2 separate regions of the Rattus norvegicus genome follow, and region 2 is linked to region 1. The links are chromatin contacts, called in public Hi-C maps. All regions are on one chromosome and are shown on one strand. Each heading gives the region's core, a stretch centred on a gene start, on an enhancer-like site or on the middle of the called end of the contact. The rest is flanking DNA. Distances are from core to core; before and after follow the strand shown. Region 1 overlaps Rps8l1 (ribosomal protein S8 like 1). Region 2 holds the start of Gpr158 (G protein-coupled receptor 158).

Region 1 (7,266 bases), core at 1,455-3,954:
TGGGGGAAGTTTCTTTTCCTCACTGCAGAGAGCAAGCGGATCAGAGACGATTGAGCTTCAGCAAGGACATCCCGAGTGACCTGTGTTCCCTCCATGCCCACCAATAATGTCACTTGATACGAATCCCTAGGCTTTAACCCACTCATTCGCTTAGAACTCTCCTGAGCTGAGTATCTGAAAATATCATAGGCGCACCTCTTTTTAGGTCTCCTACGAGTTTCTCAGTGAAAGCAGACTGACATTCAAAATTAAGCATCACCTCCCTCTCTCTGTGTCTCTGTCTCTGTCTCTGTCTCTGTCTCTCTCTCTCTCTCTCTCTCTCTCTCTCTCTCTTCCTCCCTCTCTCTCTCTCTCTCACACACACACACACACACACACACACACACTCAGATACGAAGTCTCTCACACGATCAGAGTCATATTCTACATACAAATTTGCATTCTGGGAACTTCCACTTAGCGTTCGAGGGTGGCTACTTCCTAATGCCTTCGAGTAGTTCCCACAAACAGTAGTTTTCAGTAGCTGTGCAATAAGCCATATGTAAGTTAGAGAGGAAGTCCATCAGGATTAAGCGAACTGGTCCACGGTTCATTCGATCACTCTAGTAGTTTCTGCTACTAAAAAACCAATGCTCACCTCATTGGCTTCTAAGTAAGTCTTGGATCCTGTCTCATTTCTCAGAAAAGATTCATCAGTGGCTAAATGAATGGCCCGAGTGGTAGGAGACAGTCTCATTGTGCGCGTGTCTCAAGTGGATGTGAGATCCAGTCCCGACAGAACTTCATTCTTACTACTCGTGCATGCGTGTGTTTGCGTGCATGTTAACACGCCTACTCAGATGGAGAGACAGGAGAGATATAGGAGATGGTGCCTGGTTTTAACTCGTGCGTATAAATGGTGGAGTACTTCTGCACGGATAATTGGAGAGCCCCGATGATTGGCTGTTGCTCTGTATTGGGTTCTCAGCCCCTGTGGGTCCGTAAGGCTGGTAAGTGGTTTGAATTTGTTTTTCCTCCTTCATATTCCTTCTTATCATCTCACTGGAAACAAAGCGAGGTTTGTCCATTTAGTACCAGGTGTTGTGTGCGCACTGAGATGAAACGTAAATCAGACCACACAAACAGCGCAATAGCAGCGGAAAGGGGGCGGGGGAGGGGCTGAGCTGGCACAGCAAACAGTGCCATTGTTGGGGGATTTGAGACATAAAAAACATCTGAGGAGGAAATTAATAGCACTTCAACCATTTTATTTATATTGCCCAACCGGTCCAGACCAGTTGTGACGTAGGCAGTTTCTGTGGCCCATAGCTACCTGGGGAGTTTGTTACATATCGGCTTTGCACTAGCGCTGGGCTTGAGTCCAGAGTTTGTACCTACTCTAAGTGGCCTTAGCAAAACTCATTTATGCTTCTTAGCCTCAGTGCGGAGAGAATACTGGCTTCTCCGCGCATCACCAGGAAGAGGAGACGGTGTCTGAAACAAAACACAGCTATACTTGTGATGTCCCAGGAGGGGTGTCCTCGGCAGTGCTCTGTGGTCACCATCAGTGCATCTCAACTCTGTGTCAGTCATACACAGGACAGTGATGGTAAAAATGAATGGAATCCTTTTCTAATAATATAAATTCGTTTCTACGGCCTGTGAGCTGGTTTAATACATTACCTATCCTCATCAAAGGTCACGTAGTGTTTTCCTGAACCCAGATGGGAATGACAATGACCCGATTAGAGGGAACAGAATAAAAAAGAGCAATAGCATTTATATCAGCCTGTTTTACTCATCTCTCACTCCTTTACTCCCAGATGTGTCTAATGGAAGGCAATAATGGGCAGGCGTGTGGATCTAGGGCATTGACATTTCCAAAGGCTGCATTTCTTGTCGTCAACATCACCGTAACTCTCTTGACTTTGGTTCCCAGAATATTCTATTTTTATGCATTTTGAATTGGGTTTTATAGGTTAGGGTACAGTTTAATAATATGAATCATGTACACACATATAATTTAGAGACTCCAACTTGAATCCACTTGAAGGATGGGATGTTTCCTTCTGTATATGTTCCCAGGTTGCCTTCTGCTGGTAGACAAAAGTGATCTGAGTATCTGACACATTGTTGCAAGTTAAGGGACTTACCCAAGACAATTTAAGAATAGAAAGAAAAATGAGGACATTTTAGACACATCCTAGTGCTTCGCATTGGCAGAGTCAACTGTTGACATTAAAAGCAGCCATCCTACACCTTCTGTAGTCACTGTTTCTGAGAGCAGTTCTTACAACATAGCCCAGGGGCTGCTTGACCTTGCAATCCTCTTGCCTCAGTCCCCCAAGTGCTAGGACTCCCAGTGTGCACCACCACACCTAGATTAACTATTCCTCTTCACTCCCTGTCTTAATTAGCACTATCCTCTCACAGAAGATCGTTACTAGTCCTTTCAGACACCTGAGATGAGCCTCTGGGACACTCCAACCTAAGGTGGGCCTCCACCATATAGTCTGCCTGCTGACGTGGGAGCTTGGAGCTGCTCTGGCACATGCTGGCTCCCAAGCCTCCCTCTAGCTCTCCCTCCTTCATGGTTTGGTGGGCATAGGATCCGGTTGCCATGACAACATCAGCAGCCATTTCAGGCTAGAGGGAACATTCCCTAAGGCTCCTCTCCATCTGTGTGTCCTTGGCGATCTCTCCTGCCTTGGTAAAGGAGGTGGGGAACCACTTCCTCCAGGGATCTCCCCCAGCTCACGGATGGTAGAAATGGGCAGGGGAACTGTGTTGCTATGGCAGCAACTCCCCTAGTTCTTCCATTCAAAGAAAGCCTGGCTCAAGGGATCTGCCTGGTGTTCCCAAAGGCAAGTCAGCAAGGAACTGCATTATCATAATGGCTTCCACAGGATTCTTCCAGGGGAGGAGTTGGCATAGTGGGGTGACAGCTGGAGGCTGGGCAAGGAGGTTGGCTAGGAAGGCTTCAGTGTCCAGGGATCTTATTGCCATGGTAAATTCCCGGTGGAAGGGACCAGGCAGCTCTCTCTCACCAGACCCAATGTTGCCTTTCAGGTCTGTTCTTGCTCCCCTATGTTCCCTTTGTCTTTCTCTGCAGCTGTCGTATTTCCCTGTTGCCAGGATAACAGCAACAATGCCTCTGCTCTGTTCAAGGCTTGATATAGCTTAGGTCTTCTTAGCCTGTGGTCACCTCCCTCTTGTTTACCAAAGTTAAAAACAATCCCCTTTAGGACAAGGTGACTTCTGTATGTAATGTGGTGGGGGTGCAGGGAATCATGGTCCGTGTTAGAGCCCCCTTTCCCTTCACTCCTTGACTGGCCTCCTCCTGGTTTAGGTGTTTGCACAGCTGGATTGGAGTCTTGTTCCAGGCTATTCTTACCGGACAGACCCTGACTGAGTCATGTATCCGTTTTCTTACCCATTTTTTATCTATAGGAGGAAAGAAAATGTCTTCATTACCAAACTGTGCTGAGATTAAGAGAGAGTGAATATGAAAGCACTTTGTCAGGACTCAGGTGTTTGGGGAGTCTTGCTATTTTGGCAAACTCTCATTCTCACAGGGTGACTGGATTGGTTAGTCATTCACTAGGTGAATATGCAGCTCATTCTAATTTCCCCTTTATAGCAGTTTCTCCACCTAGGAGCACTCTTTGTCCCATCTCTACCATGGGACATGACCATTTTCCAAGTATGGTTTTGAGGATTAAATAAATTACTGAATATAAATGTATTTGACATTCCCAGGCAGAAAGTACCTGTGCAGTTAGTGGTCATTACTAGGATTAATATTCTATGTGTGTTCTTGTAAAGTTTTCCTCTCCAGACTTGAGTGTGCTAGCAACTTTGGGTTTAGTCTACCCACTCATGTTTTCTGTGCTTCCCCCCCCCCCCCCCGTGCCGGTAATGGAGCCTCAGATCTCTTGAATACTAGGCAAACACTGTCACTTGGCTGTACCCCTGTGATGATTCATCTCAACTGTCAAGCTGGTAAGATCCAGAATCATCTGGAAGGCATGACTGAGCATGCTCATGGTTCGCCGACTGTGGGCAGCACCATTCCTTAGTTGGGGATGCTGGAGAAAGTAAGCCGGATGCAAGCAGTCCTATTGCTATCTGCTTCCTGACTGTAGATGCAAGTGACTAGCTACTTCAAGCTCCTGCCCCTGTGACTTTCCTGCTAGAAGGGTCTGTGACCTCAAAGGGTCTGTGAGCCCGAATAAACCATTCTTTCTTTCTTTAAGCTGTTTCTGTTGCAACAAGAAGCAGCTAAGACAATATTGACCTCCCTTTTTACTTTGGTCTTAAGATCTCCCAAAGTTGTCCAGTCTGGCCTTAACTTGTACTCCCTCTGACTCGGCCTCCTCAATAGCTAGGATTGCAGTCTTGTATCACCATGCCTAACTCTCTCATACATTTAATTTGTTTATTTTTGAGACAGGGTCTCTCTATTATGAAGCCCTTGCTGTCTGGGAACTCAAAGTGTAAAGCAGGCTGGCCTTGAACTCACTGAGGCCTATCTGCCTCTGCTTCTTGAGTGCTGGTCCCTTTCATACTTTTAATGGCAGACAATTTACAGAAATATGGCCAGGATCATTAAATCTCTGCAGCCAGTAGGTATGACAGCAGTAGGCAGCAGTTTGTCCTGACTAGAACTTTTCCCCAAATCTTCCTCAACCTTCTTTACTCAATAGTGGGCCAGCAAATTTGACCTGGGGCTTTGGAGCCAGGACAAATGACTTGAGAACTTCCTCTCTTACTGCCTCCCCTATCCTTCTCGATGTCTTTCCATCTATTCTCACCAAGGATCAGTGTCCTCTTGCTGACATCCTGGGGACTCTCATCTATGTCTGCTCTGACTCTAGGGATGCCACCGGCTCTGAGACCTTCTCCATGTCTTCTCTTCCTCCAAGTTCACCTGACCCACCGCAGGCGAGCTCTTTCAAGTACGACTCAGCGCTCAGCAGCCTAATCAATAATTTATAGATAAGACATTAAAAAGTAATGAACACTTAAAACACCGCCCCACCCAGAAAATATTTTTGCAGCTCAACTAAGGCTTTCAAAGGCCTCCCTTCTAATCCCTGGTGCACGCTCTTCTGACTACATCAGCCTGTGGTGACTGACTCCTCTCCCTGAACTCCTGCTAAACTTATGGCATTTCAGATTTAATTGTACTTTAGGTATTTCATGTGCTACTCTGTTCTCCCTAGGGAGATGGCAAATTTCTTGAGGGCAGGAATATATCTAAAATGGAACACTCAGTAATTTTCTATTACAATTGATTAAGTATGGGCAGACGTTTATCAACCAAGCAAATGTCATTCTAATGTATGGAGTTACATTTGGAAAGCTGACTCCACTTGCTGCTAACAACTAAGACCCTTGGGGTTCTGTGTTTATATACTTCTCTGGAGTAACCCCAGTAAACCTGAGTGGAATGATTCTATTCCATTTATTTCCTCGTCATTCCAAGTGGAATAGTGTTAAGAACATTTTTAGGATAGCTTTGTATAAATTTATACCCAAAGAGACAATTGTGGATTTGTAAATATAATTTATTCAAAGTGTCTAGTTATTTCTGATAAACCACTGGATAGCTTAGTTCCAGGAAGTCTGAGCTTAAAATAGGTCCTACGAAAGGAAGCGATGCGTAATGGAATTGCATTTTCCTTATTGATTAGATATTTTTAAGATGTGCCTTTTGCTCAAAACCAAAGGACAGAAAATAGAAAATACATCCTCTAAAATAGTTAAGTCAGAAAAATCCCCACCAAAGATAAAAGAAAAAAATAAATGTTTGAATTTATCTAGGCTACCTCATTCTGTAAGGAAATCTTTTCTCACTGTTGGCAACACAAAAGACAGAATTCTTCAAACATAGAACTCCTCTAGTAAAAGACTACTGGGCTCTAGCTTCCTCATGTATAAACAAAGAAAATGTTAATTTCTCACAACTTAACAATCATCAGAAAGTGCAAGGTACAGCAGTGACAGTCAATACATCAAATGACATGTTTTGAAGATTAAGTTAACATGCCTTTTAAAAGGTAGGGCATTGGACTGAGGATGTAGCTCAGGGCTGGAGTCCTTGCTTATTTTACACAACACCTTGGTTCAAACTAGTGACAGAAGACATGGAAGGGGCAGTGTACTGGCTCACAAAGTCCAGAGGGAGCATACCAGGCAATGCCAAGAACAGAGCTTTCCTACTGGGGCTGTTTGCAGAGTTGGGCTGTGCTCAGTCACACTTTACGTCGGGCAGGAAGACTCCAGTATAATTTTCCCTTTAGGGATTTAGTGTAGAGAATACAAGGCTGTCGGATGAGCAGCTGGGAAAGCAGAGACACGGTCCCATTGCCTTGGTCCCGCTAGTTAGCAGATGTAGGAGTAGGACATACATATCACAGACACTCTCATACTTTCCCCTTTAAGACTGAGGAATCTAGGTTTCAGTTTCTGGGAGTGTTGGCACTTAGTATTGGAAGTCACTGTGGAGTCCTTCCCAGACAGTGCTAGCTAGCAGCCAGAACTGCCTTGCCTAAACTGTTCTGATGGGAACAACCTTCACTAATTAGAAGGCAGAGGGTGGGCTTGCCTCAGGTTGCATTCTGGAGGACCATCCTGGCTCCAGAGATCCCGCGATGCTGGCTGATGCTGCCCTTTGGGTGACACCACAGCTCATTGCTGCCTTACTCTTTTGTCCTCTCCTCCCATGACCTTTGGTTCTAGTAGTACCCTGCCGACTCCCAAACCTCCTCACACAAGTCTCTACCTCGAATTCTCTCCCTGCCCCGGGACACCTAAATTACAGCATCTTTTAAACGTTGAACTAGGACTGAAATCATCCAACCAGGGAAATTTGCCTTAGATCTTGGAGATCTGGAGTCTTACAGTGGGATGGGACAACACTAAGTAACTTTATAGAGAAGTAACTGAGACCCCAAGAGGTTAGAGGGCCTGGGTCAGATGGTGACACTTCACGATGAGCAGGCTGAAAGTCAGGAAGATAAAGCCCAAACCATGCAGTCCCCAACATTTCCATGAGGAGCGGCACATCGATTGAGCAGGTGCCATAGGACTTGCCCCCTTCTCAGAAGTAAGGCATGGGCAACCTCTCCGTTCCACGGCTGGTGATCTTCCTCCAGTTTTTTTTCTCTCTTTTATATTAACTACATCACAAAATAGAGAATAAGTGTCTCAGAGGTGAATGAGTAGCTGAAGAGCCCTCCAGGCTTCTAGAATTCAGCTGTCCCATAATAACAACCTCACAGG
Region 2 (7,266 bases), core at 1,693-4,192, 48 kb after region 1:
AGAGAGATGGGGGAGGGCATCAGCCATACATTCATGCCACCTCATGCCAGATGAGTGACTGGGCCAGCTCTCTCATGTTCTCTTCCTTGTGGTTGGCTCACCTGTTCCTCCTCCACCAGGGCCAACATACTGTGCTGGCCAGGAGAGGTGGAGGGTCCCTTCTCTTGAGTGTGGCAGCCATTGAGGGGTCAGGGCCAGGTCACCCACTCTCTTGACAACCTCAGGTAGTGAGGGGTGAGGGGGAAGAGGGCATTTCCTCCCTCCCCAGCAAGGTAGAGGGACCAACTCTCTCTTGATGGTTCACCCACTCCCTCTAGATCAGGGCCAGCTCTACTGGCTCTTTGACCCTGGGTCTTTTGAAAATGTACCCATTATTCTTAACTGCAGAACCATCTCTTCAGGCTCCACATATATTTCTTTAAAACAAGGCTAGAGCCAGTGCTCAGGTCTTTTGATTATTTTGGGGCACTAAATTAATTGTATAAAGGAACAACTAATGATAAATACCTTCCTTTTAAATTAGATACAGAAGACATTTAAATAATTTTAAATGTTCTATAAGTTTCCTAAAATAGTCACTGAGGAAATTACATTTAAGTTTTTAGATAGCTAAATAAATGCAAAAACAGAGAATACCATGACAAATTCAAGAGAAACTCCATCTGTAATTATTGCCACATGTGATATAACAGACTAATAAGCTGAAATTACTTCTACTTAGCATATGTTGCAAAGAAAGATTTAGACAAAAAGTCAGATATTATGCTGGCTAGTTTGATGTCAACTTACCCCTAGGCTAGAGTCATCAGAGAGGATGGAACCTCCAATGAGGAAGTGCTTCTATAAGATCAGGCTATAGGCAAGCCAGCATTTCCTTAATTAGCGATTGATATGAGAAGGTCTAGACCATTGTGGTGGTGCCATCCCTGGGCTAATTGATGGTTATGGGTTCCATAGAAAGCAGGCTAAGCAAGCCAAGAAGAGAAAGCCGGTAAGCAGCATCCCTCCATGGCCTCTGAATGAGCTTCTGCATCAGGTTTCTGCCCTCTTTCTGTTCCTTCCTGTCTTCCTTTGATGATAGATTGTGATGTAGAAATAATCTATTTCCTCCAAAACTTGCTTTTTTGGTCATGGTGTTTCATCACTGCAATAGTACTCCTAACTAGGACAGATATAAGCACAGAATCTACTTATAAGTAAATACAAATCAAATAACTATATTGTTAGCATAATCACAAAAATGTATTAGGAAACCATATATAACAGCTGAGAAAACTGGTTGCTAAGTCCTATCCCAAAAGCCTTCATCCCTGGCTCGCTGAGCAAAACTCTTCTCATGAGAAAAGGATAGCTAGGTTTATCACCATCTAATTCCTTCACTAATTACCAAGTATATAGTGAGAGCCTACTGTACAGTGCCAGCAGTGTTCTAGATATTCAGTGTACCACCATGATTGTGACTGGGAAGATATTTCTTGTTTTGTCTCTTACATCCCAGTACTTAGACGTTGTTATTACTTGATGTGGATAGTGCTCCAAAGACTCTTTCACTGGAAGCTTTGTCCTCAGCGTGGACGTGTTAATACGGTAAAACTTTAAGAGGTGGGACCTAGTAGAAGGCAATTAGTTTGTGGGGTCTCTACTCTCACTAGTGGATGAATGCTTCATGCTGAGAGTCAGTAGGGCTTTGTGCGACTAGATTGTCATAAAAACCCTGTTTAGTCCTCCTCTCGATGCCAATTGGCTTCTCTCTCCCTCCTCAATATATTACTGAGCATCATACTGTCTTCCATGCTCTCCAGAAGGCCATCACCAGTCACCCAAATCAGGGACCACCTGATCTTGGACACCCACTGTGCAAAGCTAAGAGCTAAACAAACATTTTTCCTTACTTATCAGTATATAATGATAGAAACCCAGAATAGCCTAAGGTATTTTCTTGCCAGAACAAAATGATATATAGTACAGTAAGTCTCTTGGACTGGCATGAGTGACACTATTGTTAGTTGGGGACTAAAATAAACCTGGGATTTTCTACATGTGTCTTCTTGAGGAATTCGAAAGTGGAGGCCCACTTGGAAAGTGCAGATGCAACAGGGAAATGTCACAGGAAACTTCAAGTGATACACCCAGGTGGCTTAGGGGCCCTTCCCAATTCTTTAAGGAGCTGACACATCTCTGGAGCCCTCCCTTGAAGTCTGAGCTGTTTTTCATCAATTCCAGTAACTCACCGACAGTGACTTTGTATCCCACACACACTAGGGATTCACTCGTTTTCGTCCTCATTCTCTCACAGTCTACAACACGCAATTCTTGGTCATGTCCCCTCTCCACACATCTTTATTGTCAGAGCTCCGCTTTCATTCTGGCTCCGAAGAAGAGGATTCCTTAAATATGACATTTATTTTTCCTTGACGCTCAGCCAGTAGATGTCTCCATTACTCTCTCACAGCTAAGACCATCATTGGAAGGCCAGGTTTAATCATTTCCTTAACCGACAATGAGGAAGAGAATTTGATAATTTGCCTAAAAAAATGAGCAGATGCTAAGAAGGACACGTTTCCATCCTACGTTCCCTCCTCCCCAGTTTCAGTCAGAAATGAAAACTACTCTCTTCTCCCTCTTTTCCAGGCAAAAGGAAGGGCTGATCTAACTAAGCAAGCCAGATGCCTACAGCCTCCTCCTGCTCAGTAGCCCAAGTTTCCTTCGCTTTCAGCCACCAAAAGCGCCGCTTCTCTCCTCTTTCCCGCCCACTCCTCGCCACCCCTGCAGGTTTCCGAGTCATCAGGGAACACGAGTGGGTGAAAGCAGCGCCGCCGCCTCCTCCTCCGCCTCCTCAGTGCGCCTCGGGTTCAGCACTGGACAGCTCCCGCCCCAGCCAACAAATGGCAGTCAGCTGATTGACAGAGGCGCCGACCAAACAGGGCACAAGACGACTTGAAGCCGCCCTAGAAGGGTTTGGTTGCGGCCAAGCTGTCTCTTTAAACTGGTTTCATCTGAGAGCAGGGAGAGGCAGCGGTGCGGTTTGTGGTAAGGGCTCCAGTTAACCAGCTGCCTGGCAGTCTGGACTCCAGAGACACAAACGTCTTCAAAGAAAACCTGGGTTCCTTGGGACTCGCCGCTGAGCTCGCGGCGTGGATCTGTGTGCGCGCTTTCATCTCGGGGCGAAAGGGTCGAGGAGGGGCCACAGCCAGGAGGCGGGAACGACCTGCCAAGGGTGAGATGATGGAGCAGCGTCTTCAGTGGCCGCGGTGGCAGCATCAGCAGCATCAGCAGCATCAGCACCAGCTCTTGAACACACCTCAATGAGAGCGGCGGTGGAAGCGGCTGAGCAGAAAGACGTAAGCCGGCTAACTATAGCTGCCGGGGATGTAACCTGTTTGGCTCAAGGCTGCGAGGTGCGTAATCCCGAGCCGACCCATTGTGGAGCGGGACACAGCCAGCATTGCCACAGGTGATTTGGGTCTGTGACGGCAGCTGAACCAGCTGGGCCAATTTCAAAACATTCTTATTTTAAAGTCCATCTGGACTGGGCTCCACCTGGAGAAGGAAGCCTCTCCCCCAAAAGTCTTACTGGTGATAAATTAAGGACCGAAATTTACAAAGTGACTCCTCCGGTTATCTCCTCTCTTCTGTGCTAGACAGATGGGAGCCATGGCTTACTCTTTACTCCTCTGCCTCCTGCTCGCTCATCTGGGATTGGGAGAGGTTGGTGCCAGCCTCGACCCTTCAGAACGGCCAGATTCTTCTCGAGAGAGGACTTCGAGGGGGAAGCAGCACGGTCAGCAGCTGCCGCGAGCCTCTGCCCCGGACCCCTCTATTCCCTGGAGCCGCTCCACAGACGGCACCATCTTGGCACAAAAACTAGCCGAGGAGGTGCCCATGGACGTGGCCTCTTACCTCTATACTGGGGACTTCCACCAGCTGAAGAGAGCCAACTGCTCAGGCCGCTATGAGTTGGCGGGCCTGCCGGGGAAGTCACCGTCCCTAGCCAGCTCCCATCCTTCCTTGCACGGGGCGCTGGACACTCTGACACACGCCACCAACTTCCTCAACATGATGTTGCAGAGCAATAAGTCTCGGGAGCAGACCGTGCAGGATGACCTGCAGTGGTACCAGGCTTTGGTGCGAAGTCTCCTGGAGGGAGAGCCCAGCATCTCCCGGGCGGCCATCACCTTCAGCACCGAGTCGCTGTCCACGCCCGCCCCGCAAGTCTTCCTCCAGGCCACCCGTGAGGAGAGTCGCATCCTGCTGCAGGACCTGTCCTCCTCCGCTCACCACCTGGCTAACGCCACTCTGGAGACCGAGTGGTTCCACGGGCTTCGGCGAAAGTGGAGGCCCCACTTGCACCGCCGCGGCTCCAATCAGGGGCCACGGGGCCTGGGCCACAGCTGGCGGCGCAGGGATGGGCTTGGCGGGGACAGGAGCCATGTCAAGTGGTCTCCACCTTTTCTGGAGTGCGAGAATGGGAGTTACAAGCCCGGGTGGCTGGTCACTCTCTCTGCTGCCTTCTACGGGCTTCAACCTAACCTGGTCCCGGAATTCAGGTAGGAAGAGGGTTGGATAGGGCACACACAGAGTCATCTTTTGGTTTTGTAAATAGGCACTCTGGGGAAACACACTTGTCTGCCAGTGAGACTTAAGTCTCCAGCCTTGGAACAGAACTTCAGACTAAGAGAAGTCCAGGCGAGCTCATGCGCGGAGGGGTGACAAATGCCCGGTCTGTCTGCTTTAGGCACTCACGGAAAGCCATTCCCTGGTGTGCAGCGGCAGCGGGGCTTGGGGGATGTAGCAATTGGTCTCAATCCTTCCATAGCACAAGGGGAGAAGGTTAACAACTCTGTCCCCGAACTTTGGGAGAGCTTGGGCTGTGCCCATCAGAGTCAAGAACACCAGTTGTGCGTGTGAGTATGTGTGTGTGTGTGTGTGTGTGTGTGTGTGTGTGTGTGTGTGAGAGAGAGAGAGAGAGAGAGAGAGAGAGAGAGAGAGAGAGAGAGAGAGAGAGAGAGAGAGAACTACAAGGATACAAGGAGTGAGAATTCCTTGAATCTGTCACTTTGGGATAGCCTCTGCCCACTTCCTGTGAGTGTAGTCTGGAGCGCAAGCCTGCTGTTAGTCAGCTACCAGAGCGTGTAATTAAACCTGTGCCATCCCCTGGGCAGTTCTGGCCACTCAGCACTGAGTCACTCAGCAGCAGAGCCATCTCCAGGATCCAGAGTACTCCTATTGGCTTCCCCCCTTCTTCTCTAGTCATCAGCTTTCCTTCCTGGTGTCTTCCTCCTCCTGTTCTCCTTAGGCACAGCTGAAGGTTCTCCATGAGAGTTGGGGAGGGAGGAATCAGTCTCACCCAAACAGGAAACTAGGAAGAGACTTTAGTAGCTCTCCCGATGGCGTCATAGGAAAGCTCTCACTCTCAGATTAGAACTGTTACCCATCAGCTCCACAGTGAGGGACTTCTAGAAGTAGCCTTTCAGGGATGGATGCAAGGAAGGAATGGAGGGGAGGGAGGAGAACCTGCAGAGAGGGATTTGGAGAGAACTGATGTTGATGGGGTTTACCAGAGACCCCGATGGGAAACTGCAAAGAACCAGAGGGGGGTTGGAATTGATATATATATATATATATATATATATATAATATATATTTATATATATTATATATATAATTATATATATATATATTTAATTATTTATTTATATATATTATATATATATATTATATATATATATATTTAATTATTTAACATTTTTGAGATTTGGAAAAAGCGATCTCTCTCTCTCTCTCTCTCTCTCTCTCTCTCTCCCTCTCCCTCTCCCTCTCTCTCTCTCTTTCTCTCTCTCTCTCTCTCTCTCTCTCTCTGTGTGTGTGTGTGTGTGTGTGTGTGTGTGTGTGTGTGTGTGCATGTGCTTGAACATACCAGGGCAAGCAATGGGTAGGAAATCCCAGGAAAGTAGAAGCACTGCCTCCGATGAAGTTGTTTAACCTCGCTGGGCCCCGGGCACTTATCTATCAACTGAGAGAATCGAAACAGTTTGTCTCTAGGGAAATACACAGTCATAAAATCCTGTAGCCTTTATTTCCTGCCAGCTTGAAACGGCACAGATGAAGACCCCCCTTTCTTCTTTGTTTCTGCATGAACCCCTACGTGTGTTTATGGTTCTTTTAAAGATCCTACCTTAAACTACAGCAACTTTCCTACTTTCAGGATAATCTCATTTCCTCCTGGTTCTTCCAGGATCCTAGTAGTAAACGTGTCAGACCAGCTTCAAATCCTTGCCACAGCGTTTTCTTACAAGAGGGCCCAGCAGATGCCACTTGGAGCCCATGAACCATGGCTGTTAGATGATACCTTTTAGAGTCTCAGGATCGACCTCTCTCCCTTCTTTTCTCTCTCTCCTTCTCTCCTCTCTTCTCCCTGTTCCCCATCTTCCCCAACTGGCTCTGTCTCACTTTTGCTTGATGTTAGTCTATGTGCTGTATACTTGATGGTAAGTTCTGTGTTGACTGCTTGGTATGACTATCTTGGCAACTTTTTCCAGCAGTCTTCATAGTTATGTGTTATTGTTTTCTGTATTTTTGAATAAGGGCATATGGAACACGGAGGGGCTAAGTTTTATGACTGATCATACAGTTATTAAATAAAGGAGTCAAGATGCAAGCTTATGCTTACTTTATGCTTTTAACTAGTATGCAGTTTCCTAAAGATGACTTAGTGAGCTGGAAGTAAGCTTGCATATAAATGGTATTATTTCCAAGGGCCAGATGTAGGATGAGGACAAAGACCATTTGGATTTAGAACTGCTTCTCTCTCTCTCTCTCTCTCTCTCTCTCTCTCTCTCTCTCTCTGTCTCCCTCCTCTATTTGTCTTTTAGTCTGCCCTGTTTTTTTTTCAACTACCCCCTCTTTCTCCCACACTTTGGCGATGTAACCTGGGCACAATACACATTAGCCAATTATTGACCCACATTTCCAGCTCCTAGACTATTTTTCTTATGATCAGAAAATGTATGTTGTTTCAATGTACCCAGTACTTTCAGCCAGCCAAAGTGAAAGACTGAAGAGGAAAAAGGGTCCAAGCTTGTGAGAAGGACGTATTCCTTGACTATATTCAGTAGAAGGTTGTTTCTTTAAATTCTCCTGTATTCACCACTGTTGTTCGCTAAGGTACAAAGCTAGCCATTGTATGTCCGGATGCCTGCAGAACCTGGTCTGTCTCAGGAGATCCACAAAGAGCAGAATCTATGACCTTGTGAGCACTGCCTGCCC

What was found. Hi-C and Micro-C count contacts between places; a contact is called where the count stands out from the background.
Region 2: a Hi-C map of prefrontal cortex shows a contact between it and region 1, with 2.2 times the contacts expected there. The contact joins the promoter of Gpr158 here to the enhancer-like site in region 1. A contact is called at or near these places in 2 of 12 Hi-C or Micro-C datasets (frontal cortex and prefrontal cortex).

The regions. Positions count from the first base shown.
Region 1 is chr17:88,692,502-88,699,767 of GRCr8, forward strand. All of the region lies in intron 1 of Rps8l1 (ribosomal protein S8 like 1), which reads right to left. It also overlaps a transcript of Gpr158 not described here. Among named protein-coding and RNA genes, the nearest start is that of Gpr158, 47 kb to the right of the region's middle. Within about 2 kb of position 2,705, at least 24 of the 93 cell types and tissues checked have an H3K27ac peak or open chromatin away from gene starts, as enhancers often do. A contact at or near this core is called in prefrontal cortex, where this site is marked.
Region 2 is chr17:88,739,881-88,747,146 of GRCr8, forward strand. It overlaps Gpr158 (G protein-coupled receptor 158), which reads left to right and starts at 2,943. Exons shown (of 11, transcript NM_001170326.1): 1 at 2,943-4,547. The coding sequence starts at 3,646. The region is part of intron 1 of Rps8l1 (ribosomal protein S8 like 1); the gene reads right to left.